2 separate regions of the Gossypium hirsutum genome follow, and region 1 is linked to region 2. Evidence: chromatin contacts called from public Hi-C data. All regions are on one chromosome and are shown on one strand. Each heading gives the region's core, a stretch centred on a gene start, on an enhancer-like site or on the middle of the called end of the contact. The rest is flanking DNA. Distances are from core to core; before and after follow the strand shown.

What was found. Hi-C and Micro-C count contacts between places; a contact is called where the count stands out from the background.
Region 1: a contact with region 2 is called in a Hi-C map of leaf, with 2.9 times the contacts expected there. The contact joins the promoter of LOC107893878 here to the promoter of LOC107893897 in region 2. A contact is called at or near these places in 2 of 34 Hi-C or Micro-C datasets (callus and leaf).

Annotation. Positions count from the first base shown.
Region 1 is chrA13:30,308,713-30,312,647 of Gossypium_hirsutum_v2.1, reverse strand. It overlaps LOC107893878 (protein SPIRAL1-like 1), which reads left to right and starts at 1,546. Exons shown (of 3, transcript XM_016819019.2): 1 at 1,546-1,838; 2 at 3,363-3,617; 3 at 3,723-3,935. The coding sequence starts at 3,372. The coding sequence ends at 3,809.
Region 2 is chrA13:29,887,153-29,890,835 of Gossypium_hirsutum_v2.1, reverse strand. It overlaps LOC107893897, which reads left to right and starts at 2,020. Exons shown (of 7, transcript XR_005908016.1): 1 at 2,020-2,381; 2 at 2,479-2,549; 3 at 2,634-2,809; 4 at 3,442-3,550; 5 at 3,631-3,683.

The DNA of each region.
Region 1 (3,935 bases), core at 297-2,796, 420 kb before region 2:
CAACCTTAAAACTCGAATTAATTTACATCAATTTAATTATATTTAACAGATTAAACGTAAAATTAAGTAAATTTATAATTAACAATAAATTTATTATGTTAATAAAATCATGAAAAATTCAAACATGATAATAACAATCCTAAAACTTGAATTAAACATTAAAAAATTAACATTATTACTTTTAGGTACCAAAATATAAAATTTTTGTCAAATAAAAATATAAAATTAGAAAAAAAAATACTAAGTATCACATAGATTTTTGGATCGAAATTGCTTTCATTTTATAATGAATTATAAAATTGTTGGAATTTCACTAGCTTAAGACGCTTTATCGATGTTTGGTGATATTTATATTATTAAAAGGATAATCGTAACGTTTGTATATTTGGTATAGTACTTTTCTTGAAAAATACTTTTCACAATTGAATTCAGAGATGAGATTCAAATTCTTAAACATAAAGCAAAACTCTTCTAAAATTATTATTTTTAAATACACTTACTGTAACAAAAACTGTTAGAAGCATTAACAACAAACTGTTCCATCCATCCACCACACAAAAAGTAATATTAGAAGGAAAGAGAACGGCACCGTTTTCACAATCAAATGCGGTTGCACATGTAATGCCAGGACACCCCTGACCCTTCGCTTATAATCTAAGCTACGACTTCCACTCCCACCCATTTTTTGGCTTATTCCACTATAAACAATTTCATACTGCCCAACACTTTCCATTTTTCAAGCCATCAAATTATCATTTTCCTCCTTCTATTATATTTAATTTTAATATCTAGTCTTTTTTAAATTACAGCTTACAACTATAAATATTTATCATCATTAATTGAATAATTAAGCCAATATCCCATTAACTATTTGGGCATAATTTAACTTTTTATTTTTATAATCTCACCAATTAATTTAAATAGCTAATACAATCGAGTATTTATGTTAAAATACTTGTGGATTTTTCTTAAATACACTCTTTAACTCATTATGCTAACATGGTTTTTTTGGGTTTTAATGTAAATAACACAAAAATAATAAAAATTTATGAAAATAGCATGAGTTAAAAATTAATTATAAAAATAATATTTTTTATAAAAATTAACTTAATGGATTATATAATTATTAAAAAAATTGTCATAAAATAAATAAAATGATATTTTAATAAAAAGGGAGTCGCATATCACCCAGGGGATACCCCTATTGTAAAGACATTTTCTTTATTTTTTATGTTATTTTTTTGCAATAATATTAAATTTGTTATTTTTTTTACTATTATTAAAATATAGATTTTGAAAATTTCATTTCAAAATTTAAAATAAAAATTAACATAAAATTTTATTTTATTTTATAAAGAAATAAAGTTGAATTTTTTTATTTTTATTTTTTTACTGTTATTTATTTAAAAATGTAAAATAAAAATTAATATAAATTTTTTATAAAATAAATTTGAAAAATTAACATAAAAATATAAAAAGGAAAAATTGCTAGCGTTAGATAATGACATTATAAAATAGAAGGTCAATTTATATTAAATTAAAAATAACTGAATATAGTAAAGGGACTAAAACTGAAATTTAACCGTTTAAAACCAGATTTGAAAATTTGAAATCGTGGAATGAGTAAAACTTAGCAGTGAAACATTTCGTTTAAAATTTCAAAAAAACATAATAATTTTAATTTTAAAAAAAAAGTAATTTTGAATCATTTTCTATATAAGAAACGCTCGCATTTCGTTTTCCTTTTTCAGTAGGCAGCTGCTGTTACTCTCCTAACTCTCCAACTGTTGTTTCCACTTCCTCTCTTCCAGATCTGAATCGCAAAAGGGAATTTTCAGGTAATTTCAAAACCCTAACCCTAGATCTTTATTCTTCTCTGCGTCTATAAGATTTTGTGTTGTGTTCACTGAGTTTGGCCGTCAATTTATTGATTTTAACCATTTTTTTTCACTATATCTGGTTTGATGTTTATTTTTTTCGCTGTGGCCGCTGTTCGTTTTTATGCTTCATTTGATTTGTTTAATTTTTGTCGTTTTGGATGTGAAGTAGGATGTCAAAAGGTTTTGGATTGTGACGTTTGTTTTCTTCTGATTCGTTGACTGTGTCGATGTTGTAAGCTTATTATTCGATTGTTTTTAAGCTGAAATGATTAGGTTTTCTTTTTGCGTTTATGTTCTATTTAATACTTATTATATTGTAAATTCTATGAAATTATGAGATATGTGCTTACCGGCTAGTGCTTTTGTTTCATTGAAATGATACCTGGAACGAGGATTGGTCTGGTACAAGGAACAAAAACAAGAAAGCAAGTCGATGTTTCTAAACACCTAATTTGATAGGGGTAGTCTTTTCTGATTTGCTTTGTTGTAACGACAAATGATTTATTGGAACGGTGTTTTAGGGAACCTATATATATATAGTTCTTGTGTTCACAAAAACTTAATAGTTCTAAATAAATTAATTTTTAAATTTGTGAATTGTTTGTTTTGCTCAACTCATTTATAATAAACCATATTTATTAGGATTGTTAGTTTTACTGAATTGGATCGCTAGTGCTCCCAAATTGAGTATGTGCTTACCAATTAAAAAATCACTAGGGAGATAGCGATTTCTGGTAATAGTGTTTCTCTTTATTTTATTAATGAGCATTTGTTTTATGATCACAGTAGATAAATCTTCATTTCTGTAGTCGAAAATGAAAAGGGGATTCCATGGCTAATGGAATAAAAAAGAGTGTTCTTTGATTTGATTGGGGTATTATATACTATAATCCTTTATTTTTATTGCACATTTGGAACATGCCTGACAAATGTTTAGGATTTTAACTTTTGTATTGGGATTTGTTGAGCTACTTTTAAGTAGCTAGGACGTATGATGTAGGTTGCACTATCATGTAGTGGATCTTCTTGATTTGAGTGGGATGTTCTAAAACTCGAAATTGAACTGTGAAAGAAAAGGTGACAATTTAAAAACAACAAAGAGCCAGTATGTTATGATGGAACAAATGTTTGTGTGACCTCACAATGTGTTGTGCTATCCTTTATGGCTAAGCATTAGGGAATTTCATCGAGTTTTACTCTTTTATTTTTGGGTGGGGGTGGGGGTTTCACAGGATAGAAAGAATCTTGTTTGAAAGTGTTATTAAAAAGCTTAGCAGGCTATCATTGCATTCTAGAACATTGATGAGGGTTCTCTCAATATGCTTGTTTTGCTTCCTGTCTTTTGCCTGTCATGAACGACGTAGTTTAAATCTTTTCTAGTTGTATAATGTCAATTTATTTATACTCAAACCATTTTCTTCTGCACCTGTTGCTTCTAGATTCTTACTTTGAGCTATTTGTTTCCTCCCTTTTCTTGGTAAGTTGAAAAAGATGGGTCGCGGAGTTAGCAGTGGCGGTGGGCAGAGCTCATTAGGTTATTTGTTTGGTAGCGGAGAAGCTCCTAAACCAGGGACAAACAACTCCCAAGCTGCTCCAGCTGAAGCACCAGCTGTCTCCAAACCTGGCCCTGCTCCTGAACCAGTAGATATTTCCAAGCAAATTCCTGCTGGTATTAACAGTATTTCCGCAAACAATTACATGCGTGCCGATGGTCAGAATACTGGCAATTTCCTTACGGTATAGCCCACTTAATGATTTTGCTTTAAGGTTTTTAATTTATAGAATGGTTACTTGTCACTGAAACCGTATACTTTCTAACTAGTTGTCTTTCCATGAATGCAGGATCGACCTTCCACCAAGGTTCATTCTGCCCCTGGAGGCGGATCTTCTCTGGACTACCTATTTGGTGGACCTGGAGGTAGTAAATGAGATTGTGCCTTAATAACATCTAATAACATCTTTGATAAGGGAGAGTATTGTTTGTTGATTTGGGGGAAGCAGTAAAGCTGTGGATGAAATGCTGTTCTTATAATCTTTGAACACAGAAGCAATGAA
Region 2 (3,683 bases), core at 771-3,270:
CAGATGCATTACGGGCAATTAAGATGAGAATCGATAAGAAATCAAAGGGGAGCAGAAAGCCACACGACGTCTTTGTCAACCAAACAGATTGCAGCGTTATGACAAGTAGGTAGGTGACGTCATGATAAGGCGATGATTTCTGCACAAATACAACCACAATTTTTTACTCTCAACAAGATTTCTTCTCCCAGTTGAACTCTAATTCCCACATGGTTATTTCAGTCATATTGGACCCACGTCCCAAGCTTATTTAAAGTGCCTTTGGAACCCTGTTTAGATTGATCAGATTTAGCAAAATAGATTTGCTTTAAATATGTGAGATTTGTTAAAGAGTTTGTAGGGAGAGTTTTTTAGAGAGCTTTTTTATTTGGGATATTTGGTTTTCTTTTGGGATTTGCTCTTTTTATTCCGGTTGAATACTCTCTATCGTTATACTCCTTTGTTTGTTGATTAGTGAAAAGCCGAAGCCTCTTTTGTGTTTGTTCTTTTCCACTTTTACTGTTATACAAGTCGATCCCCAATAATATATTTATTGGTATGCCTTTATTGTTCCTATACTATTACCTTTTAAAACTTTTTATTCAAGAAATTGGATAGGGACTTTGCTAAAAAACAAATTAAATCTTTGCTGAGCAATGTTATATTATGTATTCATCTTCACTTCCCTTTTTCTTTGAATTAGAAGCATTTCCCAACATTTCTTTTTTCTATAATATTTTTTAAAAATATATATTTAAATTTAACTAAAAATAAGTTCCAAACTTTTAATTTCTAACTAAACATTAACGCATACTTATTTGAAATAAAAAAAATTAGTAAAATCAAAGGATAAGAGTTTTATCTAAATACAAAAAAACAAAATATAAGAACTTTATTCGAGAAAAGTGAAATGTTTAGGTTTTTATTTAAAACGAAAGAGGAAAAATAGCCGTCTTTTCTATGCTTAAAGATCTTGCCCAAAACCCTATCTAAAAATGTTGTTCACGCCTATTGGGCCGGATGGGCTCACTGGGGATGAAGATGTTTATTTTCCAATTACGTGGTGTTCTTCTTCTTCTTCTTCTCTAAATAAAATTATGTTTTCATTAAAACTTTCATCCCTTTAATATACAATTTATCAAAATTTGGTTCTACTATATGACGATCAAAAGTTTATTTAGTTATTAGTAAACACATTAACTTGAATTATTGATTTTTACTATTTTATTACATATAAATTTTTAAATATTAATTTCATGCATATAAAAAAATAAAAAAATAGATACACTAACTTTTCAATTTTGGTAATGCAATTATCAGAAAATAATATTGCAAAATTGTACACGTTTTAGGGCCAATCTTATCCAGTTAATAGTGAGCTGATTTCTGAATCTACTAGAAAAGCAAATTGGGCTTCAACCTGAATAGGCTCAAAAATAACAGTTCAATATATGAAGTTGAATTTTATAAGTAGAAAGGTTAATGGGCTGAGACCTAAATCTAAAATATTTTCATGCCCAAGCTTAACCATTTAGGCCTAATCAAATGGCCCATTTTTACCGTTTGAAAAATGATAAAAATTATTTAAATTTAATTATAAAATATATAAATATTAATATAAAATTACTTTTATATTTTTTTTGTTATTTATAAATATTAAAAGGAGTCAACTCAAAATTGAAAAATACAAACTCAGGCGTCTCCCAAAATGCATTGAATTAATTAGGCCAATCAAATCAATCAATCCATGAACACCTCTTGAGCCATAATACTCATAATGGACCTTACAACAAGAATTTAGTCTATTAATATTTAATATATTTAACAAGAAAGTTCAAATGTGCAAGAGTCATTTATAAAAAAATATTATTATTTATTTTTTTACAATTAAGGGTGACTACAATATAAATATTTATTTTTTTAAGGTAATATTTAAAATTATTTGAAAATAATATATTTTAATACACTCCAATACATCTCTTCGTTATCAAAAATTCTTATGCCTGTTTTAATAATAGAAACAAATGTTAAGGCTTGAAGATAATGTACGAGGGGTTATGTTGGCATGTCTTTAGAGAATAACAGTTAAAAGCGCTGTTATTAAGTGTAAGGCAGCTGAAGAGGGAGCGGGTAAAACAGAAGAATGAGCAATAGTAGAATTATATTTCGGTCTGTGTTACGAAGCTCTCGAAGGCCTTCCTTGGGCTTCGCCGCTTCATCCTTGTCTTCTGCAAGGTTCTCTCCTTTACCTCTTCCCACTGCCCTTAACCCTCCTCCTCCTTTTGAACTAAAATCCATTTCCTCTTTCACTTCTTCCTTCACTCGCCGTCTATTCCACAACACAGCCTCCGTTCACAACAAAAACGAGAACCACCAACAGGAAGAAGAAGAACTGCGTTTCTGTTATTCCTTTTTTCCTTTCTTCTGCTGTGCATACCAAGTGTTTGATCAGAGTTCTGTGTCAGTAACCGATTTTTTTGAACTTCTTGGTTTGAGCAGATGGAACTGCTGAAGATGATGGAGAATTCACGGATGAGTGGGAAGAAGAGGATGAAACCGTCGAGCCCAAGGTATGCATTGTTTCTATCTTATTGGATTTCTTTCCTTGCTTTTGATGACGGGTCTTTTTATTTTATGTTATTTTATGAATGTAGGTTGGTGATGGAGGGGATGGTGGTGGAATTGTATTGCAAGGTCTTCCTTGGGGTGAATCTGCTCTCTCTATAGCCCATGATGCACTAAAACTGTTTAGCGATGACATTAAACTTTATGCTTTCAAGACTACACCTCGTGGATACATTTATGTCAGACTTGACAAATTGTCAGATGAGTAAGTATTCTTCCTTATGGATCGCTAACAAGCTGGAGAAACTGAAGCTTCTTTCAAGAACCTAACTAATAGCTGTCATTTGATTGTTGCTTTTATCTCTTATATTTGTTCTGGAAATGAAAGGCAAACAGCATCTCTGGTAGTGAATGATTTGAAGAATATATATCTTTGTGAGAATGAAATACATAGCTTTACGTTTACAAACTTTGGGAGGGGATGGGTTGCACAAGGCTTGAACTCCTATGGTGCCAATGTACAACAACCTTGCTACTCCAAATGTGGCTACATCTTCAGTGTTTCATTTTAATAATTTTTTCGATTTCAGTAATTAAGATTTCCTTTTAATTCATTGCTTTTTACCATTTGTTTTTGGAAGCAGAATGTAAGTAGCAAATGAAGTAACCTAGTAGTCTAATTTATTGCGCTTGACCCAACTCATTTGGTATCTGATGAAAAAATTAGGAAAAATGGGAACACACTTAGAAAAAGGAATGAATTGTACCCCCTTTTTTTTCTCTTGAAAAGTAGAAAACTTCCAGAGGAATTATGCAGTCATCTTGTGATGTAGCTTGGCACTTGAAATTGAATCTCTGGGGTTTATAATATTAAAAGACCAATGCTCCTTTCATCAGATATGGTTGTCCCAGCATGGAGGAACTGCAGAGTTATAGTCAAGAATATAAGAAAAGATTGGATGAAGCTGGAGAACGAAGAGAAATACCAGATGATTTGGCTCTTCAGGTAATAAGTAGCTAGTTCTTTTGTGCTGAGTCTCAGATATGTCTATATTCCGTATCCTAAAACCATGTTTTGTTTTGAAGGTATCATCTCCTGGTGCAGAGAGAATACTAAAGGTACCAGATGATTTAGATCG